7 separate regions of the Mus musculus genome follow, and regions 2, 3, 4, 5, 6 and 7 are each linked to region 1. Evidence: chromatin contacts called from public ChIA-PET, HiChIP or PLAC-seq and promoter capture Hi-C data. All regions are on one chromosome and are shown on one strand. The core of a region is the stretch at or near the end of the contact, and the rest is flanking DNA. Distances in the headings are between cores, read along the strand shown.

The links. Promoter capture Hi-C pulls out the DNA fragments that hold promoters and counts their contacts. ChIA-PET counts read pairs in DNA pulled down with a chosen protein or histone mark. HiChIP or PLAC-seq counts read pairs in DNA pulled down with a chosen protein or histone mark.
Region 2: an RNA polymerase II ChIA-PET map of memory CD8 T cells shows a contact between it and region 1, with 9 read pairs. The contact joins the promoter of Ncl here to the promoter of Eif4e2 in region 1. A contact is called at or near these places in 1 of 39 promoter capture datasets (pre-B cells), 1 of 484 Hi-C or Micro-C datasets (CD4 T cells), 4 of 115 datasets of contacts at active chromatin or transcription factors (acute myeloid leukemia, bone marrow-derived macrophages, memory CD8 T cells and 1 more) and 2 of 9 other capture datasets (adipose tissue and liver).
Region 3: a contact with region 1 is called in a promoter capture Hi-C map of pre-B cells, with 3 times the contacts expected there. The contact joins the promoter of Nmur1 here to the promoter of Eif4e2 in region 1. A contact is called at or near these places in 7 of 39 promoter capture datasets (the 3T3-L1 cell line, the C10 cell line, hippocampal neurons and 2 more).
Region 4: a promoter capture Hi-C map of liver shows a contact between it and region 1, with 6 times the contacts expected there. The contact joins the promoter of Usp40 here to the promoter of Eif4e2 in region 1. A contact is called at or near these places in 10 of 39 promoter capture datasets (the C10 cell line, the HPC-7 cell line, cranial neural crest and 6 more), 2 of 484 Hi-C or Micro-C datasets (both in CD4 T cells), 3 of 115 datasets of contacts at active chromatin or transcription factors (astrocytes, large pre-B cells and memory CD8 T cells) and 1 of 9 other capture datasets (liver).
Region 5: a FOXA1 HiChIP or PLAC-seq map of pancreatic cancer cells shows a contact between it and region 1. The contact joins the enhancer-like site here to the promoter of Eif4e2 in region 1. A contact is called at or near these places in 7 of 39 promoter capture datasets (the 3T3-L1 cell line, 3T3-L1-derived adipocytes, embryonic stem cells and 4 more), 4 of 484 Hi-C or Micro-C datasets (CD8 T cells, the G1E-ER4 cell line, cortical neurons and 1 more), 11 of 115 datasets of contacts at active chromatin or transcription factors (astrocytes, embryonic stem cells, extraembryonic endoderm stem cells and 6 more) and 1 of 9 other capture datasets (embryonic stem cells).
Region 6: a promoter capture Hi-C map of hippocampal neurons shows a contact between it and region 1, with 4 times the contacts expected there. The contact joins the enhancer-like site here to the promoter of Eif4e2 in region 1. A contact is called at or near these places in 3 of 39 promoter capture datasets (the 3T3-L1 cell line, cranial neural crest and hippocampal neurons), 4 of 115 datasets of contacts at active chromatin or transcription factors (embryonic stem cells, extraembryonic endoderm stem cells and stem cell-derived neural progenitor cells) and 3 of 9 other capture datasets (adipose tissue, embryonic stem cells and embryonic tail).
Region 7: an RNA polymerase II ChIA-PET map of memory CD8 T cells shows a contact between it and region 1, with 7 read pairs. The contact joins the enhancer-like site here to the promoter of Eif4e2 in region 1. A contact is called at or near these places in 1 of 39 promoter capture datasets (liver), 3 of 484 Hi-C or Micro-C datasets (CD4 T cells, the G1E-ER4 cell line and the HPC-7 cell line), 2 of 115 datasets of contacts at active chromatin or transcription factors (large pre-B cells and memory CD8 T cells) and 1 of 9 other capture datasets (liver).

The regions. Positions count from the first base shown.
Region 1 is chr1:87,212,377-87,215,848 of GRCm38.p6, forward strand. It overlaps Eif4e2 (eukaryotic translation initiation factor 4E member 2), which reads left to right and starts at 1,538. Exons shown (of 7, transcript NM_001039170.1): 1 at 1,538-1,643. The coding sequence starts at 1,624.
Region 2 is chr1:86,357,698-86,361,169 of GRCm38.p6, forward strand. It overlaps Ncl (nucleolin), which reads right to left and starts at 1,758. Exons shown (of 14, transcript NM_010880.3): 1 at 1,509-1,758; 2 at 410-526. The coding sequence starts at 1,526. C130036L24Rik (RIKEN cDNA C130036L24 gene) reads left to right here and starts at 1,887. Exons shown (of 2, transcript NR_015507.3): 1 at 1,887-2,310.
Region 3 is chr1:86,386,284-86,389,755 of GRCm38.p6, forward strand. Nmur1 (neuromedin U receptor 1) reads right to left here and starts at 1,858. Exons shown (of 2, transcript NM_010341.1): 1 at 1,030-1,858; 2 at 42-430. The coding sequence starts at 1,858. The coding sequence ends at 42.
Region 4 is chr1:88,006,662-88,010,133 of GRCm38.p6, forward strand. It overlaps Usp40 (ubiquitin specific peptidase 40), which reads right to left and starts at 1,890. Exons shown (of 32, transcript NM_001198573.1): 1 at 1,777-1,890; 2 at 564-781. The coding sequence starts at 762.
Region 5 is chr1:86,436,161-86,439,632 of GRCm38.p6, forward strand. The region is part of intron 1 of Gm32700 (a long non-coding RNA gene); the gene reads right to left. Among named protein-coding and RNA genes, the nearest start is that of Gm32700, 3.6 kb to the right of the region's middle. Within about 2 kb of position 1,866, at least 44 of the 459 cell types and tissues checked have an H3K27ac peak or open chromatin away from gene starts, as enhancers often do. A contact at or near this core is called in the G1E-ER4 cell line and pancreatic cancer cells, where this site is marked.
Region 6 is chr1:86,485,619-86,489,090 of GRCm38.p6, forward strand. No RefSeq gene overlaps it. Among named protein-coding and RNA genes, the nearest start is that of Gm41907, 14 kb to the left of the region's middle. Within about 2 kb of position 1,848, at least 406 of the 459 cell types and tissues checked have an H3K27ac peak or open chromatin away from gene starts, as enhancers often do. A contact at or near this core is called in adipose tissue, embryonic stem cells, embryonic tail and 3 more, where this site is marked.
Region 7 is chr1:87,933,565-87,937,036 of GRCm38.p6, forward strand. It overlaps Dgkd (diacylglycerol kinase, delta), which reads left to right. Exons shown (of 30, transcript NM_177646.3): 20 at 542-638; 21 at 830-937; 22 at 1,774-1,887; 23 at 2,720-2,854; 24 at 3,185-3,336. Among named protein-coding and RNA genes, the nearest start is that of Usp40, 73 kb to the right of the region's middle. Within about 2 kb of position 1,662, at least 63 of the 459 cell types and tissues checked have an H3K27ac peak or open chromatin away from gene starts, as enhancers often do. A contact at or near this core is called in the G1E-ER4 cell line, the HPC-7 cell line and memory CD8 T cells, where this site is marked.

The sequences.
Region 1 (3,472 bases), core at 288-2,787:
AGAACACCCATATACACAAGATAGAAAAAAAAAAGCCTTTTTTTTATGGAGATAGGGGTGTGGGATCTAAGTACAGAGTCTTGGCTTTTATGAGGTCTAGAATTTTTAAAAGTGTAACCCATTTTAACTAGCAAGGTTCTTCTAGATGCCACAGCACAAATGTGTACCTTCAGCAGTACGTCCCATTCGTCTAATGTAATACTTCCTCCCACCCCCACTGATCACAAAGGATTTCTTGAGTTTTACTATCTCCCCCCCCCCCATTGTTAGAAATTCTTCACAGTATGGATAGTCAAGAGGCACTGTTCAAAATAAAATAAAATAAAATAAAATAAAAAACAAACAAAGCCAGGCAGTGGTGGCACACGCCTTTAATCCCAGCACTTGGGAGGCAGAGGCAGGTGAATTTCTGAGTTCGAGGCCAGCCTGGTCTACAGAGTGAGTTCCAGGACAGCCAGGGCTACACAGAGAAACCGTGTCTCGGAAAAAAAAAAAAAAGGCCCTGTTCACCTGACCCACATTTCACATGAGCAAGCTGGGGTCCAGAGTAAGAGGAACTCTCTAGAACACTCCTTTATAGGGTTCAAATTTCCATCTCTGATCCAATCTCAGACACTGTAAGAAAGACTCCTAGCCCTGCAAATTCCTTTCGTCCTCTCTCTTCTCAAAAGCCAGAGTACTTGCAAGGCTAGGCCCAAAGCCACTGGGCTGGGTGTGACAGGAGAGCTTCCTCAGCCTCCCTTACATGCCAGGCAATAGGATGATCCCCTGAGGTCTTCCTGAGGAGAAAAAGCGTGACCTTGCTGAGTGACCAGGGGACAACCACGGGCCAGTCCTGGGACACTTTCCTCACCTGTAAATACAGGCACGAACATCAATTTCTACCCCTCCTCTCTGGTGATTAAAAATAAACATCTAACAATGTAATATGTTCAGCAGATGGGTCAGGAAAATGCGTGCCTCATAGCTCTGGAGTTACATCACCAACTAGGGAATTTATTCCTGTGTATGTGATGTGGTTTTGGACAGTCCTTAGGAGTGTGGGGACAATGACTTCAGTTGAGGAGGCAATGATGAGTGAGACCATCTCGGTCCTCAGTAAGTTTGTCACCCTGGTTCGACTCCCCCCACCCCCCACTTCACCCAATATATAGGGAAGGTCTTAATGTATCCCAGGCTGTCCTCGAACTCACTATGTTGGTTAGGCAGGTCTGGATCTTCCTGCTGCCATTTCCCAAGAGCCAGAATTGCAAGTTTGTTTGTAGTGCTCTCTCGTCCTCTCCAAACACCAAGAGCAAAGGATCAACTGCCAGAGAATACCATTTACTAAAGGTTACTATGCCTGACATTTTCCCCCTGGAATCCACGGGGAGGTTAAAGTGGATGGCCGGCAGCCTGCGTAGACAATGCTCAGTGCAAGCAGCCACACCAAGACAGCCCCGGTCGGAACAAGCGCTGTCGTCCCGGGCCACCCGTCCGGGAAAGAGGCCCCGCCCAAGGCCTGAGCACTGACGTTCCGCTGAGCGCCTCGCCAGCCAACCGGAAGTAGCCGGGCCCTTAGCGATGGGACCCGGTAGAGCGGAAGTCACTCCGTGAGGCAGTGGCGACAGCGGCGGCAAGAGGATGAACAACAAGTTCGACGCGTGAGTGGCGCGTGGCCGACCCCGGGGCCCCTTCCCCCAACCGTCCCCCGGGACCGCTCCCGCCGGGGCCGGGCGCGCCCTCAGCCGAGCCGCTCGCTCCCGGGCCGCCGCAGCCCGAGCCTTCCTGCGCCCGCGGGCCCGACGGGGCCGGGAGAGCGCGGCCGAGGTCGCCGGGACCCCTGAGCCGCTGGACCCCGGCGCGGCACGGGCCGGGGGAGGGGAGGCCGCGCCGCCCGGAAGGAGATTTTCGGACGCCCCGCCCTGGTGGGTGCGGGCTGCCGGCGGCGTGGAGGGGCGGGACCTCAGCGCTTCGGGTGTTTCCGCAGCCTTGCTGCCTTCTCTCTGAACGCGGCTTCCCTCCCGCACTCGCTCGGCGTCCTGGGAAGGTCACCTCTCCCTTCCGAGCCTCGATTTTGTCTTCTGCAAGCGGGGACGGTAACAGAGCCCGTGTCGTAGAGTTGGGCAGCTGCGATGAGGTAATGGGGCAGCCGCGCTGAGTACTGTGGCCTCTCGAGTACGGAATGCTTTTCATCTGAGATTCTTCCTGCTTCCTCCCCGACCACCACCCTCCCTTCATCCCCCACCCCGTCCCTGTCTTTCAACTCTTAGTGGCTGCCCACCCCTGCATTCATCTCCAATTCCCGCAGCGAACAGTTGGGAAGTACAGAGAAGAAATATGTGTTGGGGTGGGGGATGGGGGGGTGAGAACATTCCCCTCCTAACGATTAAATCTTTTAGCATTTAAAAGTAATTTTCGTTTTCATCTAGCCCCACTTAAGTTAGTGTTTCACAAGAATTGTATCCCTGGGTAGATTGCAGTGCTCCCTCCTCTCTATGGTTTGTAGTGATCAAATCTGGTTTATCATTCAAAGGCCTACATTTTTAGTTTTAAGCCCACCAGCTGTTTGACAGTACAAAAGTCCTCCAGTCTGAGCCATCGATCTCACCTCTGTAGTGGTTAGGACCGGAAGGACCACATCACGCTCTGCAATACTTAGAGGTACTGTGTAAAATGCTGAGCATGAGCTGTGAAGGGAAAGTGGACTCACTGATAGGTGGTGAAGCTGCAGGTTTTCAATACAGTGAGTTCAGAGGTGCAGACTCAGGAAGTACTGGGATGGGGATTCCAGTTGTACAGCCAGCTCTTCCTTAGGTTTTCATGGTGGCTGAGTGAGCTCTGCTTCTTGAGAAAAGACCTGATGTCTTCTCCACCTTGCTTATTAGCAGAGTCCAGCAGGATAGAGATCCATTGGTCTCCTGTCATAGGCCCTGCAATACCTAGCTTCATACCTGCAGCCCTTCCTCCCTTCTTCTCCTATTGGAACAAATCAAACTGCATCCTAAGAAGATAGTTTTTAGGTTGCCTGTCTTGAATAAGGATGGTTATGTTGGCCACTGTCGTCGTCACTGTTCTGTTGCTGTTGAAGAGATGCCATGACCAGGCAACTGTTTTTTTGTTGTTGTTGTTTTTGGGGGGTGGGGGTGGGGTCTGAGACAGGGTTTCTCTGTGTAGCCCTGGCTGTCCTGGAACTCACTCTGTAGACCAGGCTGGCCTTGAACTCAGAGAAATCCGCCTGCCTCTGCCTCCCGAGTGCTGGGATTAAAGGTGTGTGTCACCACTGCCCGGCCGGGCAACTCTTATGACAAGTTTTTTCTTTTTCTTTTTTACTTATTTATTTAACTAACAAGGCCACACACCTCCTAATCCTTCCTAGCAGTTCTGCTCCCTGGTGACTAAGCATTCAAATATATGAGCCTATGGTGGTCATTCTTAGTCTAGCCACTGCAGCCACCCAGAGGCATCCCTGTGGATTTGTTTCCTAACTTTT
Region 2 (3,472 bases), core at 508-3,007, 850 kb before region 1:
TAATGGGTGCGCGCACACACAAAGATAAACATTAAACCCTGAAATAAGGAGACATGGCTTTCAATACTTTAAAAAAAAAAAAACTGGACTCAGCACCTGAGCTTTTCTAAGAAATCTGATTGAGCATGACCATAACAACGGTCTTGAGACAAGGTTTCACTATGTACTACTCCCTGCTTGCCTGGAACTCAAAATTCTGCCTGTTTCTGTCCCCTGTTTTGCCGACTGTCTTGCAGAAGGAAGGAAGGAAGGAAGGAAGGAAGGAAGGAAGGGAGGGAGGGAGGGAGGGAGGGAGGGAGGGAGGGAGGGAGGAAGGGGCTTGCCATTCAACCATTTACTACATATCCTGTATTTCTAAGACTTCCAGACATTCAATTCCACCGGTTTATTGCTGCAAATAGCTTCTTACCTCCTCTTCTCCACTGCTGTCATCTTCATCTTCTGACATTTCTTCATCTTCACTATCCTCTTCCACCTCCTTTGGAGGAGGAGCCATTTTCTTGGCCTCACCGTGGGTTTTGCCAGCCTACAAACGCACACAAAAATTGCACGCATTTTCAGTCACTTTGCCTTTGGCCACCACCTTTTTCTTACTAAAGGACACAAGCATAAAGACTTCTTCTTGGCCAGGCATGGCATTCTCCTGGCAGTTTTTTCTGCGAACCGCGCATAATTTTTTTTTCCTTCTCACAGATAACTGAGCAGACAGAACTCTACACCAAGAAACAGCCACAGGTTATAAAGTCTCCTAGTCGTGGCCATCTATTTTCTGGCATCTTCCACAAAAAAAAAAAAAAAAAAAAAAAAAAAACCCAGTTAAAGGGATCCCTTTAAGTTATTTGCTGGGGAAGGGGGTATCTCGAAATCACCTCTTAAAGCAGCACCACGTAACCCAACTGCTTCCCACTTTCTCTCGCTTCCAGCCCCACCACGTGGAGTCACCACGCCGCCACCTCAGGGGTCCACCACGTGTCCATCCCGGTCACCGGCAGAGACAGCAGATCGCCGGGCCACCCATCCATCCCCACGCTGCCGTCCCCCTTTCCGGGGTACTACAGACACTCCCCCACTGCCCCGGGTCGCGCGACACGTGCGGGGCTCCGCAGAGCACGTGGCGGGCCGCGCACCAGAGCACGTGCGCGGGGAGGCGGGGCCCCGGGACCGCTCGCCGCCTAAGGTTGGCCCTCTCTTCCCACGCCGTGCCCCTATCCGCTCTCAGCTCCTCCGATCTCTCCTCACACCGTCCCCTCCCGCCCGCTACATCCGAACCCTCGATATCGCCCTCCCGGAAACCTGCCTCCGCTCTTCTCATCCCCCTAAGTCAGAGGGCAAGCACCGCGAGACCTCCCGCTAGTCGCGCGAGACTTTCCCCCCCAGCATGGCGCCCTCGAACGCGCCCGGGATTGCGCGCAAGCCCTCCTCCCCTCCGCGACGGACGGGCGGGCGCGCGCGCGTCCCTCCGAAAGCAGGGGCCTAGTCGTCCGCGTCGGCGCGCCAAGGCCTCTTACCTTTGCGAGCTTCACCATGGTGGCGGATTACGGCGGCGGCGCGTGTGGAGAGCGAGCAGCTCGGAAGAGCTCAGCGGAAGCCACACGAAAGCGACTGCAGTAGCGGGTACCGACGACTCTGGAGCACGTACAACCGCCTGCCAGCTACAGCTAGCGTCTGAGGCAAAAGACTGAGCCTGCCCAGTAATCGCCTCTGGAAAGGCGACGAAGGGGGTCCTCGTGACTTCGGCTCCACCAACCAGAGCTCGCGTCCGTCCCCGGAGCCAACCGCGAGCCTTAACGCGGGGCAGCGTGAGGCGGGCCTAAGGCTTGACGAGGGCGGGGCTCTTAGGGGCGGGGCCTGACGTCTGCTCCTGAGGGCGGGACTCGTTTGGGCCCAGGCGGACGTTGACTGGTCAGTGTGCGGGTCCTTTGAATGCTCCTGAGCGCCGGGCTCTCCCCACGCCTGCGCAGTGGGACGGGCGAGTTTGGCGCGGCTTGTGTGTGAGGCGCGGGTAGGTGGCGGCGTGGCCCGGATTCCCTCAGGTGTTCCGAGGCAGCATGGGCGGCGATGCTCAGGTGGTCTGGGCGTTTCTCGGTGCTTTCCCCCGCGCCGCGTGGTCCTGCTGAAGAACGCCGGAAGGCCTAGGGTTCCCTCGGGCTGATGAGCGGGCCTCGGCCTGTTCTCCGCGGAGTCGCGAACGGCTTCTTGGCTATGATGCGAGTCCCCGCTTTCCTGAGAGCTCCTAATAAAAGCAGTTGTGCGTGTGTGTGTGTACGAGCAGTGCACAAGCGATCCATGTAATGTCGGTGACCTCTCGCGGTAGGTATAACTCCAGGTTCAGAGAGGTGACTTCCTGGTGTGGTGGGGAGAAGTACTCGGCCCGCCTGTGACCACGCTCACAGGTTCCCTCCATGGCGGGGGGAACGAGAGAGTTGTCTGGCGTTGCTTTAAATGGATTGCAACCAACTGGTTCCAAGCATAGCACACAGGCGCCCTTCATCAGCTAACAACATCCACTAGAAATGACCTGTGGAGTTTTCGTCCGGAGTTGAGATAGGACTTTATTCTTTACTGTCCTAGAGCACACATGTAGACCATGTTAGCCTCGACCTGTATCGGCACGCCTGGCCCGACCTAGGAGATGTTATTTTATGAGACAGGTTTTCTCTGTGTATTCCTGGCTGCCCTGGGACTCACGCTGTAGTCCAGGCTGGCCTTGAACTCAGAGATCCCCCTGCCTCCCTAGTGCTGTGATTAAAGTCATATGCCATCATACCTGACTTCAACCTCGGGAGATTTTAATGCGAGTGGGATGTGTTGAGTCCCCAAGTTTTTTTATCTGAACTCGGGCCTTTGGAGATAAGTAGAAATAGTCACTGTGTGATGCTTACTTACTACGGCCTTCCCAACGCGGTGGAGGGCAGCCACAGCTACACACCAGTGCGCTCTTGTCAGGGCAGGAGATGGCGAACCCGAGTTGTGGTGTGGGGGCATTGTCTTTATAGCGAGACCGGTCACACCTTGTACTGTATATTATGGAACCAAGGGAGACTCTTGGGTAGAGAGGTAGGAAGGGTGGTGTGAGGAAGACTCTAGATATTTCCAAGCAGAGCAAGCTAAAGGCATTCGGGAGGAGACAAGAAGATGAGCTGTGAGTGTGAAATGACTTGGGTGACATGGCTTCCTTTGTCAATCCAATCTATCTGTATGGGCTATCCTCAGCCCTCTGGTGTACAGTGCCACTAAGAGACCTCTGCTTGCACCCAAGGTTAGTTACACTCTCAGATATCAGCTGCCTAGTACTTTTCTTGGCCATTTATTGTTCATTTGCCCCTTCCCCAGACAGCACAGACTGTTGTCTGCTTTATTCTTGGTACCTAAAGCATTGCCTGGCATATGATAGTGTTGGAAATTACTTGCTAACTGGAGTGAACAGAAGTTTGAGTGCACCAGCAGCAGGGACAGCTTGCAGGATTTGGTG
Region 3 (3,472 bases), core at 608-3,107, 830 kb before region 1:
GGCCCTCTGGCCTTGTGGGTAAGGCTCCTTCCAAATTTTATTCAGGAGGGGTCTGTCTCTTGCTGACACCCTGGATCCTCATTCACAGCCAGAGGTTCGTCCCTGCTGTTCCTGTGGCCCACGTCACACAGGGTGCTGCCTGTGGTCAACCTGATGTGGTTATGGGAGCCATGATAGGGTTGGCGGCGATGACAGCACTGGGTTCCAAGGCCCAGGGCTTGCAGGAAGGTCTCTCGGAAGCGAGTAGACATGAGGCTGTAGAGCACCGGGTTGGCTGCTGAGCCGAGATAGAAGAAGATGCCAGAGGCAATGTGGACACACTGGTAGGCCAGGTGCAGGCCTTCCGTTGAGTGTCCATACACCAGGCTCCACATGATACGGTCAGCATGGAATGGAGCCCAGCAGATGCCGAATACCACAACCAGTGCAACTGCAAGGACAGAGAAGAGATTTGATCTTCATCATGCTTAGAGTTTGCATCTACAGCTCACTATCTTCCGGTCCTAGAAAAGCAGACAGGAGAGCCAGGTAGTGGTGGTGCACACCTTTAATCCCAGTACTTTGGAGGTAGAGGCAGGTGAATCTCTGGTCTACACAGCAAGTTCTAGAACAGCCAGAGCTACACAAAGAAACTCCTTCTCTCTTTTTTTCCCTCTTCCCTTTTCTGTCTTTCTCTGGCCTCGCTCCCTCCACCCCAAGCCCCACTTGCTCTGGTCCCTGCTAAGTCTGGCCCATAGGTTTTTTTTGTTTTATTATTATTATTATTATTATTATTATTATTATTATTATTATTATTATTAGTTTCTCATTACGGATGGTTGTGAGTCACCATGTGGTTGCTGGGATTTGAACTCATGACCTCCAGGAGAGTGGTCAGTGCTCTTACCTGCTGAGCCATCTCACCAGCCCTGAAACCCTTTCTCAAAACAATAACAACAACAAGCAAGCAAGCAAGCAAACAATACCCTGGAAGCTCAATTCCTTCCCCAGACTGGAGGAAGCTCAGCTTTCTCCTCAACAATGACTTACACAGCATCTTGGTCACCTGTCTCCGTCCCCTATCTTGCAGCTGAATCCTTCTGTGGGAGGTCTCCTGGGTTGCTGCGGTTTTCCTGCCCTTGACCTCCACTTGGAGCAACATCCTCTCCCTCCGCAGCCGCAGCCCAATGAGCAGATACAGCACACTGATGGTGACCATGGGCAGACAGAAGAAGAGCAGTGCGGTAGTCAGTACCACCAACTTGTAGAAGTCCATGGGACCCACCAGCGAACATATAGCTGAGTCGGGCACCGGCCCCCGGCAGGGCACAGTTAGTTGACTGAGGCCATGCAGGCTGGTGTTGGGCAGAGAGAAGAGAGTAGCGAGGACCCAGATGGCCCCCACCATGCGGCGCACATGGGCCCGTGTCATCACAGACTTGGCTTGGAGTGGGCGCACCACGGCCACATAACGCTCCACACTCAGGGCTGTGACATTGAGCACTGAAGCTAGGCAGACGGTCTCTAAGAGCAGTATTCGGAAGTAGCAGGCACTCGCACCCAGCTGGAACGGGTAATTTTGCTGCATCTCATAAAGCTCCAGAGGCAAGCCCACCAGGAGCACCAGCATATCGGACACAGCGAGGCTGAAGAGGTAGAAGTTGGTGGGCGTGCGCATAGTCTTGTTGCGCAGGATGACGGTGCAGGTCAGCCCGTTGCCCAGAGTGCCCACCACGAAGATCAGCAGGTACGTGACACAGATGGGGACAAACTGTTTCATCTGCTGTGGCCCCAAATACTTCAGCCTCAGGGCCTCATCGGTAAGGTTCAGATCCTCAGGTTGATAGGGCCACTTGAACTCACTGATATTGCAGACCAGGGGGCTCCTTGAAGCATTTGGGGAGAGCGCTCCAGGAAAGATGGAACAATTGAGGCAGGGAGGAGTCTGTAGGATAGAAGGGGGAGATACCCAGAAGTCATTTAGGTAATCCCAGCTCTGTCCTAAGTTATCACACTGTAGAGGACTGATTAGTCACATGCCACTGGGAAAGAAAGCATCTGCCACCCACTAAAGTGCATTTCAACTACAGAGTATCCGGAGTGCAAACCTTGAAAATAATAAAATTGGCCGGGCAGTGGTAGTGCGCAGCTTTAATCCCAACGCGAAGGAAGCTGAGGCAGGCAGGTCTCATGTGAGTTTGAGGCTAGCCTGGGCTACAGAGCAAGTTCCAGGACAGTTAGAACTACAGAGAGAGACACTGTCTAAAAAACAAACAAAAACAAACAACAAAAAACCAATCAACAACAACAACAACAAAGAGTTATCCTCTATCCTCTACACACATACATGCAAACAGTATATATGCACAAGTACACACACACACACAAATGAAATACTTTTTAAATGATAAGATTGGCCCTTTACAATCTACTGGAATCTTTGAAGAAATGCCAGGTTTTTCCAAGAACGCTTGGCTATCTCCTTTGGCTGTCTCCCTTTTAAGACAGACTTCAGGAGAGCCACTTGATGTGGACCTCAGAAAAGTGGGTGCAACTGCAGTATTGCTTGGTCTTTAAAGAGCCGGGGCTCCTAAAGCAACTGCCAGGGCAGACCTGACCTCCCCAACTCCAGGTGCAAGATCCCGGTATTTAATCCACAAAAAGCATCGACACATGGCAGACCTGACATACAGAACGCTGTGTGTGACCTTGGTGTGAAGAGAAAGCCACCGTAGGGGTTAAGTGAAGGAGTGAAAAAGCTAAAAAACTGTACTTTGACCCAAATTTGATTCTGTTTTCTGTCACCTGAATCACTCCCAGTCTAAATATTTTATATTCTTTGCACCTACTAGACCTGGAGTTCTCACTCTCGGAACTCTCACGGAGAGGAGCTGGGGATGGGCAGGTGACAGCCCAGGTTCAAGAGAGCAGCGCTGAGACGACAGTCATCAGAAAAATGACAGAAATAAACTGACTAACTGAGAGGTCTCTCCCACAACCCCCAAATGTCTCACAGAGTTTTTCCACCCATCTCACTCTGAGAGCCGCTCCTGTCAGGGCCCGTATCCCGCTCACCTACCATGCCTTCTGCCCAGGAGGTCCTGTGCGCCCTGGCTCCCACTGACAGATAGATGCTGAGCTGAAGGCGACCTGACAGAGGCTGCCCTCCCCGCCTTCCTGGTTGCTTCGCCTGTTGTTCACAAAATCGCCACTAGAGGGCAACGCTGACCCCGGAGCTTGGAGTACTTAGGACCACTCCCAAAGGACTCTACCTGCATCCAAACCATACTAGCTAGCTGTTGGAATCACCCGGAGCTGAGAGTGTCTTCTTTTTCTAGACAACAATCCCATTTTACAGGTGAGAAGAAAAGAAAAAAAGAGCCAGAGAGAGGAAGTCCGTGAGACTTGGGTCTAAAATGCTGTCCCCACCTGCAGCACGCCGACTGAGCAGGACTTGTTCCGTGTCCTGCAATTCTTTCTGACCCACATTTTC
Region 4 (3,472 bases), core at 640-3,139, 790 kb after region 1:
AGACAATGCTAACTAAACAGATTAACATTCCTGTTGTGAATATATTAGTGTTCATACTCCTGAGAGAACTAAAACTCCCAAGAAGCCTCAGCCAGGTTAGCTTCTGAGGCCAAACAAATTCAGTACAGATCAGCTCAGAATCAGAGTTCTCTGAATCTCAGAAATGCAGATATGTAACTATGGATGTGTATAAATAATGTGACAACTTTTCCCACTGCAGAAGTCAAGCTGCATGTGTAACCCTGTCTTAAGTGACCGTTACTCTGGAGAAAGATGAGAGAATTCTCTTTATGTTGTATTTCAAATTATGGGAATTAGAAATACCTTGCCTTGTTTTTGCTGCTGTTGTTATGAAACACTACATCACTACACAGAATAGATTTTTTAAATGGTAAGCTTCATAATTTTCTTCAGAGAACGGCAAATATATGTCTTTCTTTGCAACAATGAAACACATATTGTTGAATCCACCTTAAGATTCGTTTTCTTTTATGTTTTTTTCATAACTAATTACATATAAAGCCCACGGTACATATTATTCAAATGCATGTCACATAGCATACCTCTGAATTCAGGTGTGAAATGAAGCGTCTGAAGAAGGGAGCTGAGGTAACAGGTTCCACCCTGATTTCTGATTCCACTTAAATTGGTGAATTCTCTAGGGGCAGGCGGCTCCAAACCTTTAGTCTTTAATTTCTTCCCTCTTCCATACTGACTACTTGACACACTGGAATAATCCTCTTCAAATAGGTTCCCAAACATGGTGGAACTAAACGCTATCCTTTAAAGAAAATATGTTACATAAATGTTTCCATTCTTTAAATGTACCTCCACCCCCAATTTTCTCTTATTATTCGAGCGTAGCTGTTTTGTTAAATCGTTCTTCAGAAAACACAGTAGTTTGTGTTTTGGAGAAAGCGAGACCTGACTTGTCTTTCCTACCTACACGGGGTCCTGATTAACCTGTGTGATCCTGGACAAGTTATTTTAGCTAACATTTACTTCTATGTAAAATGGGGCTGCGTATTTTTCATAGGTAAATTAAACCAGTCACATGACAAAAGAAAGGTTACTGAGTACAAAGGGCTTGACCCACAAGAACCGATAACTATTCTTGGATTCCACATCACTAAATGAGGGGGGGGGGGAGAGAAGGGGAGGAGCCTTCATCAATTATGAAATCTCAGCTTCCCCCATCCCTTCATACACAGTACCAGATCACAGCGTTTCAGTGACTTAACCCTATCACATTAATCTTGACAGTAGTTTCAGCACTTTGGCCCTAAACTAGAGAGCCAGGAGTAAGTACCTTGAGGAAGAAAAACTCTGGTCATTAGAGCCATGGAGTCCAATGGCCTTCCAAAACATACCCAGGAATCCAACTGCAGAAGTGGGGACCTGCGGGAATCTGTTCTGTTTCTTGTGTGGGGAAGGGACATTTGGGGTAAAACGCTGAGAACACTCTCTTAAGTGATAGGAATGGCCAAAATGCAGTTTTCTTCCTTCCCAACACAGTCCTCTGAACAAAAGCTCAAGAAATGGAACTCGCGAGGCAGGCCTCGAGCTAGCTCGCGGGCTGGCTTCCCGTCACGCCGCTCCAGAGGCCTTGCCGCCCACCAAGCCGCCCAGCGCCCAGGAGCGCGACCAGGCGCGCGTCCCCGCGGCCCGACCCCTGACGCGCTGCCAGCAGAGGCCCGGCGTCTCTCCCCAGGCCGCCGGCGTCGTCCCTACGCTGCCCTCGTCCCTCCCTGCGCCCAGTTCCCCAGCCCCACTTACTGCCTATAGCCCAGACCCCCGCCCCGGCCACAGCACAGAGTAAACGAACTCGCTCCGAACGGGCACCGCCATGCCGAGGAGGCCGTGTCTCTGGAAAGTGATTTCCAACCACCCACCCCCACCCCAGATGCGACTACACTTCCCAGGGTGCGTCGCGCCACGCGGAGATTTATGGGTAGTTATACTGCTCTTTTTCCAGACGGCTTACAAGTTAAAATTTGTATTTATTGCTGCCTGCAAAAAGCGTTGGAGCCACATTCTGTTAGAGCTTTCACCATTTAAGTGGAGTATGTATTTATATAGTCTCTGCTCTAGGATAACAAAAGAACCTTAAAACAGTTTTTCCTCTTCAAAGTATATCTCTGATACAAAACTTGTGAAAATGCTCTACGTTCTGTGAACCTTCTTACATCGCCTTCAATCCACCTTAAGTAGTTTATATATAACCATGCAAGCATGTATGCACACAAAACTGTCTGTCCTGCTGGAGCTCTTCGGATAGGTTACTTCCCATCCTTTGCACAGACCCCATTTGTATCTCCCTCGTCTCCTCCAACCTCTATCAGGATGTGAATGAAGGAAACAGGTGAAATCTAATTTTTATTTCAGCTGAGAGTTTAAGAGATGGAGAACAGGAATAAAGATGGAGGGTGATGGGGGTTGAGGGTGGCAGAGTCCAAGTGACCATCAGTCCAAGGGATTTGTCTTTGGAACATTTGAGGGAGGCTGGTGTGGCTAGAACGCTGAGGAAGTGTTGGGAGGAAAGGACTGGAGATGACCATTGGCTAGGAATAAGGGGTCTGGGCCAGGAAATGGACTGGGAGAGTACACAGCTCTCAGTACTCCAGGTGGAGGACCACTTTGCTTTTTAGCAACCTCCCCTTCACTTTGCTTTCCTGGCCATATCTCTTTCTGTCTTATGGTACTTTATCCTCCTATTTAAAAATCACAGCTATACCTTAAACTTTTATTCCCTGACCAAAACTCAACACTGTAAGCCAAGATCCACAGGCATAGGTGGCTTCCCTCTGGGCAGCTATATCCCCTTACACCCATGTGCTTGTTAGTTAGGTTTTGATTACTTTTTTTTTTTCTTGGTAGGTTGTTTGTTTTTGTACTTTATTTTGTTTTGTTTGTAAACGGGACACAAGCTAGGGTCACATGGAAAGAGGGAACAGATGCTGAGAGAATACCTCTATAAGATTGGCCTGGAGGCAAGTGTGGGGACATTTTCTTGATGAATGATTAATGTGGGAGGACCCAGCCCACTATGGGTGGTGCCAACCTTGGGAAGGTGGACCTGGGTTGTATAAAAAACAAACTGAGTGACCCAGAGGGAACAAGCCAGAGAGCAGGGTTTCTCCATGGCCTCCACTTCAGGTTCTGCCTCTAGTCCCTGCCTTGAGTTGCTGCCCTGCCTTGAGTTCGTGATGAACTGTGAGCTGTCTGAAATGAACCCTTTTCTCCCCACGTTGCTTTTACTGGTGGTGTTCATCACTGCAATAGAAAGCAACCTAGGACAGCCTGGCCTCTTTGTTATGTTCTGACTCATAGTTCCATTCTACCACCTGTCTACGTTCTCCTTCTCTCTCTGGGGTCAACTTACTGCAAGTGGCCATACCCCAAAGTTATCTTATCTCTTGGATTGGCTTACTTTCTGTGTACTTTCTCTAATTCTGGGCACTCAACTGTCCAA
Region 5 (3,472 bases), core at 616-3,115, 780 kb before region 1:
AGGATGGCTAGGGATACATAGAGAAACCTTGTCTAGGAAAAAAAAATAGTTTTAGGCAAGGTGTAATAGCATACATTTGTAGTCCCATCTCAGGAGGCTAAGATAGAGAATCATTTGAACCCAGCAAACAGAGACTTAGCAAAAATAAAAGAGGGTAGGGATTAGCCCTGGGTTCAGTCTACCGCACTGCATAAAACCAGGCATTGTGGTGACACATGCTAGTATTTCCATCCCTTGGGAGATGGAAGCAGAAGGACCAGAAATTCAAGACCATCCTTGGCTACATGTTTATGTGGTTGTAGCTTCCTAAGGCCATCGTCCTCTTTCTGATTCATCTGACTCTTCCCTCTGGTCTTCTGCACATACCCTGGGGTGGGGGTGGGAGTGGGGGTGGGAGCTCATCTTCCTCTTAGTCCGGTCCCGTCCGGCCCGGCATACTCCCATCCTGGGTAGATCCCACATGATAGGCACTATCCTATGCTATCTGATTCCTCTGCAAGACTGAAGAGGGACTTACCTGCTAGAGCTGTTGGCCATAGATGGCTTAGGCTATCGGCTCCCTCTGGAGATAGATAATGATGGAAAATGCCTTGCCTGAGGTCACACCTCCTTCATGGGTGTGCCCAGTGACTGCTGTTCAGGGGTATAGAAACATCCAGTCTCAATTCAGGACTATGAGAAAGGTCCGTGATGTCTCTGGTGCTTCCCATAGACTGTATCACAGTCCCGTCCTCCCTCCTCTGCCAGTCCCTGATACCTTCTTCTGCCCTCCAGGAAGACCAACCCCAGAAACACTCCCTACTGAGGCTGCTGCTTCTGGTTAGGTGTTGTCCCCCCTTTTAGAGATGACCTCCTTGAAGCCCTGATTACCTACCTAGACACTTCTGAGTACCTCTTGCCTTTTCAAATACCTATTCTGTAACAGTCACTGAACAGGCCTGCTATGTGCTGAGTACTAACTGTTCTAGGTGGGAAATAGTGAAGCATAGTAGGACAGGTACACGTCCAAGAGGAGTTCAGTACTGCAGAGGGGCATGGAAAAAGCAGCCCCGAAGATAAGGCAGTAACAGTGAACCTGAGAGTACTATTTAAAAACAAAAAAACAAAAAAACAAAAAAAACAAAAACAAAAAACCCAAAATCAAACGGAATGAAGACACAACACAGACTACTTGATCATGACTATGAAAAACTAGCTGTTCCTGGCCAAGCTTGAATCAGATAAAAGGTATCACTGCAGCAATCTGCCCCCCCCCCCAAAAAAAAAAAAACAACGGGGGTGAGGGTGGGGTTAGGCACTGAACTTCTTGAAAATGTACAATGACAGCCTTTCAGAGGGGAAGAAAGGCACTGAATTTAAGGCTCAAGGGGTAAGTGGGGGATGAGCTTAATAATAAATGACTGAGGCGGGGCCAGACGGTGCAAAGTCTTCAAGGACGGAGTTTCCCTTCTAAAGGAAGTGGGGACCAAATTCTGAGGGAAGTTGAGAACTATGTGATAGCTCTCCATGGGCCAAATACGAGACAATAGGGTATTTTGTGTTTCTCATAGCTCAGGCTAGCCTCAAAAATCACTATGTAGTCAAGGTTGACCTTCAACTTCTTAATCCTCCTGCCTCCACCTCCTGAGTGCTAGGATCACGGGTGAGCACCGCCAGACATACTTTAAGTAGTTCTTGAAATCTTCCCACATGCTAGGCAAATACTCTTAGCCGAGGAGCCACACCCTCAGCCCCTGAGATGATGATACTTAAAGCAGCAAGGGCTGAGGCAGAGAGCCTGGATAGATCACTGTGTCCACACTGCTTGGCCCAAGAGTACATCCAGAAGCATTTCTGGTAGTGCTGGGGAGCTTGGCCGTTGGTTTCAACCTCTGCTGCTTCGAGCTGAAATCTATACAGTCCAGTCCTTGGGCTTATTTAATGTCTGCATACTCCTGTGCTGAGTCACTGTCAACAGACCCATCAGCTGACATTTATGCTTCTGCAAACCCAGAGCCGTGCCTCTCAAAGTGTGGTCTTCACAGATCCATCGACCCTGCCTGGGAGACTCAACGGAACAAAGACTCTCAGCCTCCACCCAGATCACTGGATCAGAATCCTACCACTTATAAGAGCCCCGAGAATCTCCCATGCTTGATGAAAAGACAGCTCTGTGGTAGAACACTGGCCTGGCATCTGTGAGGCCATGGAATCCACACGATCTCCTATACCAGAAAGAAAAATAAAAGAGAAAAAGCCGGGGGTGGGCAGGGCATGGTGGCTTGGTGGTGAACACCTTTAATCCCAGCACCGAGGGGGAGGAGAGTTTGGGGGGAGGGGGGAGAGGAAGGTGGATCTCTGTGAGTTTGAGGCCAGCCTGGTCTACATAGCAAATTCCACACCAACTGCAGACATCGATCTCAAAAACAAAAAAGAGGTAGAGAGATGGGTCAGCAGTTAAGAGCACTGGCTGCTTTTCCAGAGGGCCCTGTTTCCATGTACAGCATACATGATGGTTCGCAACTGTCTGAAACTCCATTTGTTTCATGGGATCTGATGCCCTCTTCTGGCCTCTGTGGGAGTCAGGTACCCATATGGTACACAGGCATAGACATGCAGGCAAAACACCAACACATAGAAAGGAAGGGGACCAAGGAGATGATTCAGCTGGTAAAAATCATTTGGCAACCTAAGTGTGATCTCCAGAACCCATAGAAAAAGCTGGATGGGGTGGCTTGAATCTGTAATTCCAGCCCTCCTGCTGGGAGATGGGAGGTGGTACAGTATCTCTCATCAAAGGAAAGCTCACATCCAAAGGGCAGGGGCAAAAACAAGACAGACATTGCCTCAAAAGCAAGGTGGAAGCCCAGGTATGGTGGCACAGGCCTTTAATACTCAGAAGAGGCAAGAAGATCTCTGAGTTCCAGGCCAGCCAAGACTACAACAGACCCTGTCTCCAAGCAGCATCAGGGGCTCTGGAGGACAGAGCTGCTCAAGGGCCCCAGAGAAAACCACCACCGTCCAACAGATGTAGGAATCGGGGCAAAAGGCAAGTCGCCCTTGAGCTAAGCTAGAGCAAGATTTTGATTGGGAGTAGAAGATACATCCCAAGCTAAAACAAGGATGGGAAGGAAGACGCAGACAGAGGACCAAAGGGCTGAAACGGAGTCCTTGGATACAGTGAAAATTGGACTTAGAGGTTATAAGAAACACCAGGAGGCTCTACCAGGGACTGTCCACCACAGCTGAATTAGGACAGGTGAGTCTTTTGAGAGAAGGACTTTGCCTCCTCCTAGCTGAGGGACTCTGGTCCAGTTATTTAGCTCTTGAAGCTTCCAGCTTGTGTCCTCTACAAAGTGTGGATAATGGCAGAGGTACCTAAAGAATCTTGGGATGAATCATTGAGATAGCACTCACTTAGTGGAGGGTTATTACAGAGTTACTGCGAGGAGCAACTAGGAAATGTTAACGGTGATGATTCTGTTGGATCTAC
Region 6 (3,472 bases), core at 598-3,097, 730 kb before region 1:
GTACTAATATGAAAGGTGCGTGCCACCATTGTCTGGCTCCTTTTCTTTTTTAAAGTTCTATTGTTTAGAGACAGGGTTTCCCTATGTAGCCCTGGCTGTCCTGGAACTTGCTCTGTAGACCAGGCTGGCCTCGAACTCAGAAATCTGCCTGTCTCTGCCTCCCAAGTGCTGGGATTAAAGGCATGCGCTGCCCGGTTAACCCCCTTCCTTCCTTCCTTCCTTCCTTCCTTCCTTCCTTCCTTCCTTCCTTCCTCTCTTTCTTTCTTTCTTTCTTTTTTTTTTTTTTTTTTTTTTTTTTTCGAGACAGGGTTTCTCTGTACAGCCCTGGCTGTTCTGGAACTCACTTTGTAGATCAGGCAGACCTCGAACTCAGAAATCCCCCTGCCTCTGCCTCCCGAGTTCTGGGATTAAAGGCGTGCGCCACCACGCCCAGCCTAACCCACTTTCTTATACAACCCAGGACCACTAGCCCAGGAGTGTGTGTGTGTGTGTGTGTGTGTGTGTGTAGAGGTTGTACAGACCTGCTGTGTAGACCAGGTTGTCCTCAGACTCACCAAGATCTGCCTGCTTCTGTCTCCTGAGTGCTGGGATTATAGGAGTATCTAATAACAATTTTTATTTCTTTTGAGCTGACCTCTACCTGAGACCTGACTCTGCTTCCTAAACGCTTGTATTAATGGAAAAAACAAAAAACAAAACCATACCAGCTAATTGTATCTTTTGGGGGGTAAGGGGGATTGAACAAGGTTTGGACCACTCTCTGTAGACCAAACCTTGAACTACGAGATCTAAGAGATCCACCTGCCTGTGCCGGGTACTGGGATTAAAGGAGCGTGTTACCACTGCCTGGCCTAATTTTATTTTATTTTTTTTTGAAGATTTATTTATTTATTATATGTAAGTACACTGTAGCTGTCTTCAGACACTCCAGAAGAGGGCGTCAGATCTTGTTACAGATGGTTGTGAGCCACCATGTGGTTGCTGGGATTTGAACTCCGGACCTTCGGAAGAGCAGTCGGGTGCTCTTACCCACTGAGCCATCTCACCAGCCCCTAATTTTATTTTTAAAAGATGTTTTTTATTTTATGTGTATGGGTGTTTTCCCTGCACAGGTACCTATCTATGCACCACTTTCTTGCCTGGTGCTCAGGGAAACAACAGAAGGCAGTCTCTGATCCCTTGGGATTAGTAACAAGATGGTTGGTTGTGGGTGCTGGGAATAGTATGCTAGCCCTCAATAGTAAAAAGTGCACTTAACCACTGAGCCATCTTTCTCCGGACCGCTTTTATTTCCTTTTTTGAACATGTTTCTAAACTAGGGTTCAATGACCCTGAACTCTCTTGCCTCCACTGCTAGAAAGAATACTTACAGGTTATGGTTAAAATACTTTTAAAAATGGTTTGTCACCGCCTTCGGTGAAATGTCTCTTTAACAGAAAATGTATTTCTGTTGCTCAAAGGCATTCCCAAATCAAATTTGCAAATAGCACCTTGCAAAAGGTTGGGTCAGTTCGGTAACTTCTATGCCTTTGCCTTATCCATGGGAGTCTCACATCGCGATACAGGCACTTTACAAAGGGTTAAGCTACCATCTCCGTGCTCAAGGGGACCGTGAGAGGTAGAGAACTCGGGAAGCAAGAGGCGCCATGGGCTGCCCAGCAGGCGTGCGGGTCCCCACAGGCTCAGAAACGCTGCCAGCCGCGCCATTTAGGTCGCAGGAGAGAAGATGGAGGATGCTCATCCTCCCGGCGCGACCCGCGCCTGCGCCCTGTGTACCCGATGCGTCCCGTAAGGCCGTTAGAACAGGCAAAGGAGGTGAAAGGGAAAGGAAGGGAAGGGAGCGTAGGGAGGGACCAAGCCCGCGGTTCCGGCGAGCCCGGCTCCTGCGCCGAAAATCCGTTCCAGGTCGTCAAGACCTGAAGCCGCTCCACGAACCCCGGCCGCGCTCCGCGTTTTCCCTAAAGCCCTTTGTGTCCCCGCGCGCCTCTGGGAACGCGGGAACGCGCGCTGAGCTGGGCGCCTGCGCAAAGAAAGACACGCCCCCAACCGGGCGCCTGCGCAAAAGGGGGCGCGTGCAGGTCGCACGCCTGCGCAGAAACAGGCGCGCCCCTCCCGTACTTGAGGATGGGCGCCCTGCTCTGCCCCGCCCCTGCCCGCCATTTCGCGTTCCGTCGCCTCTCCTGAGCCGACGTTCGCGGCGTTTGTGTGATGGACGCCTCGAAGCTGGTACAACAAAAGCCGTCGTTGCTCGAGCTGCGCGGGCTGCGTGTCTTGCCTCTGGCCACGGCACCCAAGGACGGGGGAAGTGGGCGACTGTGCACACTCTGACATGGGTTTGCTAGTCAGCCCGTGCGTGCAGAACCTTGGCGCAGCCGCCTTCTCGTTGTGTCCATCCTCGAAGCCTGCACCCTCCTAACCTACATGCACAGCCAGAGTCGTGTTTGCCCTCTTCTTCTAAGTGTAGAGACTGACGGGCTTCCACGTATCGTGTGAATTCGTTGGGAGGATGTATTCGACCTAAGTGTGTCTTCAGTTGGGTTGCACCTCCTGGCTGATTATAATAAGGTCTGCACTCAACTTGTTTTTGAGTCTCGGGGAGCTGACTAGATTCACCGGTACCTTATTCTGTGTCTTGAGAGAAACTCTCGTTCGAGACATAGAATCCATCGTTCTTGACGAGTTAATATAAAAAAAAACCTAACCACCCGGTTCCCATTCCTTGTGGGATTCTATTTTAACTTTTGAGACAGGGTCTCCCCTGATTGCCCAGGTTGGCCTCTAACTATAGCAACAGCCTGCCTCTGTATCCAAAGTGCTACGAGAAAAGACGTGCGCCACTACTTCCGATGTACCTCTCCTTATGTTTAAGCTTCTCTTTGGGTACAGCTTTTGCACAAAAGGCATGCAGTGACGAGGAGAGTGGCCCCTGGGTGAATATTCAACTAAGGATGTCTTAATGACCCTGGGAAGGAGGTGGGTTCTTTTAAAAGGTCAAAAAAATGTGTTCTGGAGGAAGCTCTTTTGTGGACTGTTGTCGCCAAGCGTATATTTGGATTGAAAGAATCTAATGGGAGGCCCAGCAGTGGGGACAGTCATAGAATAGAGGGTGTGTGGAGAAAGACACGGGTTTGTGGCATCTCCAGAGGAGAGAAGCCTCAAGAGGTGAAGTGAGATTGAGTGCATCCCAGACCAGCATCCTTAGGAATAACTACTACAGTGTGTTCTCTCTCAACATTAACCCCACTGGTAGCCCTAGCCTTAATATAACCTTGAATGCATCCCGCTGATCCTTCCTGGGTGCTGAATTACACCACACCCAGCAAATAGTGCACATATACCTAACAATAGCTACCCTAAGAAGAGACCGGAAACAGATGGGTGTGGGGTCACATGCTTTGAATCAAAGTACTGGGAGGCTGAGGCAGGCCTAGCTCTGAGTTCCAGCCTGAATGGTCTACAAAGGTGTAACTTT
Region 7 (3,472 bases), core at 412-2,911, 720 kb after region 1:
GGCAGGTTGGCTGTGTGTCTGAAAATGTAGAGAGGCTTCCTGCATTAGATTAGGCATGGCTCTTTAGAGGAAGACCTGCTCCATTGTTCCCCACAGCAGGTCCCAGTGAGAAGAGGCAGTCCATGGTTTTAAAGCATTTATTGTTATGGTGGAGAGTTGTGACCAGTGAAACTTTCTCAGGGTGGGCCTAAGGTTAAATACCTTTTGCAGGGAGGAGTATCTGGGAAGGAGAGCTTGATTGGCTAAGCCCCTCAGGCCTTTAGGTACCTCATTTAAATGGAGCTCTGTCTTGAGGCTATGTGATCTATGGGTCAGGTTGATGGTCACATAATTATGGAGAGCTAAGGCCTCATATCAGGACCCTGGTGTCTAGAAGTGTGGCAGACAAGCGACTTCTGTCCCTTGCTGGGTATCTGGGGTTTAAATCTAGCTCAATTAGAAACCAGGCTGCCTTTTGAGGTCGCACAAGTCCCCAGGCTTCATAACAGTAACTCAGGTTATTGTAAGAGAGCCCTGTCCAAGGTGGCACTTCTGTTTCTAGGAGTAGGACTAAGAACATGATGTGGTATGGTGTCCTTGGCACCAAAGAGCTGCTGCACAGAACCTACAGGAACCTGGAACAAAAGGTCCTGCTGGAGGTGAGTGGTAGCCTCCTGGCCTGGTGGGTGACCTCCCAACCTTGGTTAGAGATGAGTTCTACTGAGCCTTGCCTGATCGTCCCTGAGGAGCCTTGCCTTGCCACAGGCCCAGCATATTAAATTGGTGCTAGGAAGAACTGGCACATACTGAGTACTGCTCTTTTCTCTCCATCTGCCTTTCTGCGGCGCAGTGTGATGGCCGCCCTATTCCCCTCCCGAGTCTTCAAGGAATTGCTGTCCTCAACATTCCCAGCTATGCTGGAGGGACCAACTTCTGGGGGGGCACCAAGGAAGATGATGTACGTATGGGGTTTGAGGTGGGTGGGCTGGGCTTAGCAAGGTCAGTGAGGCATGACTAGATGGGATATCTCCTTGGTCCTAACAGTGGGCATGGTGGAGGACCAGATAGACAGGTTCCCTCACCAATCGGCCTGGTGTCTAGAAGGCAGGTCTAGCACAAGATCAAGTGAGAAGCAGCTGAGACTTGAAGGAGAACTTAAATTGTCCGAATTGGCAGGCACTAGATGGAGAGTATCCTGTTTTGGCAGAAGAAAGGAGATGTGGAAGCTCAGAAGCAAGAAGGGGCAAAGTATATAGAGAACAGTTCCCCAAGTGCAGTGTGGAATATGTGCATGGAGGAGGGAGATGCCTGTAGGGCCTGCATTGTATGAGGCAGTAGAAGCCAAAGGCAGGAGTCTGGAGTTTATGTCAAGAACATAGGAAGATATTGACGGGCTTTAACCAAGGTTTGCATGTAATTAAAAAGCCAGCTTGGCACTTACTGCAGACTTATTTGTAGGCCACTGTTCTAAGTACCTGGAACCTGTTTGCACGTTCATTTTATATACCTCCCCCTCCTAAGGAGCAAGCAGTGTCATCTCCCTCTGAAGGACGGAGGACATGACTAACTTGCCTGAGGGCTCATGTCTAATAAATAGCACGTTTGAGGGCTAGTCTCAGGCATTGGGCTTCTGGGTAACAGATACCCAACCCTGCACTTCATTTACCACCATCACTGTACCATGTGTGGGTGTGGGCTTGTCTGTCTCACCAGAACCCCCAGAACAGGAAGCAGAGCAAGAGGGAGACGCGTTTGGGGAAGTGAGGCAGACAGCTTTCATGCTGGCCCTTTCAGACTTTTGCAGCTCCATCATTCGATGATAAGATTCTGGAGGTGGTTGCTGTGTTCGGCAGCATGCAGATGGCTGTGTCTCGTGTAATTAAGCTACAGCATCATCGGATTGCCCAGGTACTGGCCATGCTGTTCGATAGGTCTAGCCCACCCCCTTCTAGGACTCATCCCTGTTTGGAGAGGCAGGGTTTGGCCTAGGATGCTTGGATTTGCTCACAGTAGAGACCCAAGAGAGATGCCTAACTAGGACCTTAGAGGCAGCCCCACTCTGCCTCCCTCTCCCACTGAGTGCTCTGAGTCTTGCTGAGGTAGAAAAGGCCCAGATGAGCCTGGTCTGCTGCAAGAAGCAGTGCACCTTGGACATGGATCTGTCTGTGGCGATGACTAAGCCCACCGGGGCTTGACAGACAGCTCTGAGGTTAGCTAGAGAGGGCAGTTAGGTCAGGGCTCTTGGCTTTAATTCTGACAGCACTGAAGAGCTGGTACAGGTCCACCCACTTTGGGGGTGCAGGGAAGGAGTAACTGTACATACAGTGCAGTGCTGATAAGATCTGTTGGGTCTTCCTGCATTCTCTTGGTCCCCAACACTCAGCTGTTTAAAGTTTACCTTTTTGTTTTTGTGCACATTTTTGTAAAGAGTTGCAGAAGCTTTATCATCTGATGTTAGATTTTGCTCTGCCCAGGGATGTTTACATCTGGCAAGGACCATGACTCTTTGACCCCTTTAGCCTGATATCCGTATCTGTACCCAAGATCTTCTGGTTATACCTATCCCAGATGTGTGGGGAGGGAACAGTAGGGGCAGAGGGGGCAACAGAGCAGAGGCTAGAAAAGGAGGCCAAGTAAATGGCTGTGGGTAAGGAGTGGGAGTGCAGACACTCAGAGCAGCAAGGCCTGTGGGTGCTTTAAATCTCCTGGCACGGGAATAACAGTCTGGCATCTGTTTAAGTGTCGCACAGTGAAGATCTCCATCCTGGGGGATGAAGGCGTGCCTGTGCAGGTGGATGGGGAAGCCTGGATCCAGCCACCTGGGTACATTCGGATCGTGCACAAGAACAGGGCGCAGACATTGACCAGAGACAGGGTAAGAGCAATTGCCATCGAGGCCTGGTGGGGTCTGGGTTACCAGTGGCTTACTCATGGGCTCACCTGTACATTCATAAAAGAGGCAAAAGGGTTTCATCTTTGTTCTTGGATTTCTCTTCACCATACAGAGATTAGCTGACATAGTGGTGTGCCCTGTAGTCTCAATAATCTAGAGGCAGGAGACCAGTTAAGGTTATATAGTGAGACATGTTCTAAAAGGCACAAAGTTAAACTAACATACATAGCTTTTACCTTGCTGTGGGCAGATGGTGTGCTCGCCCTCTAGAGGGCACAGGAAGAAGTCTGACTCTGTGTTCTAATGTCTCAGGCCTTTGAAAACACCCTGAAGTCTTGGGAAGACAAACAGAAGTGTGAGCTGTCCCGCCCACCCTCCTTTTCCCTGCACCCTGAGATCCTGTCTGAGGAGGAAGCTACCCAGATGGATCAGTTTGGGCAGGCAGCAGGGGGCCTCATTCACAGGTAGGCTCTGCCATGTTCTTTGAGACCTTGCAGGCTTTGTGGCCTGGTCCTGTTTGCTGGCTCTGCTTTACAGTGGGGCCTGGAGCCTGACTTCTCTGGCTTAGTTTGCTTCCTTCGTCTTCTTGGTTATTACTCA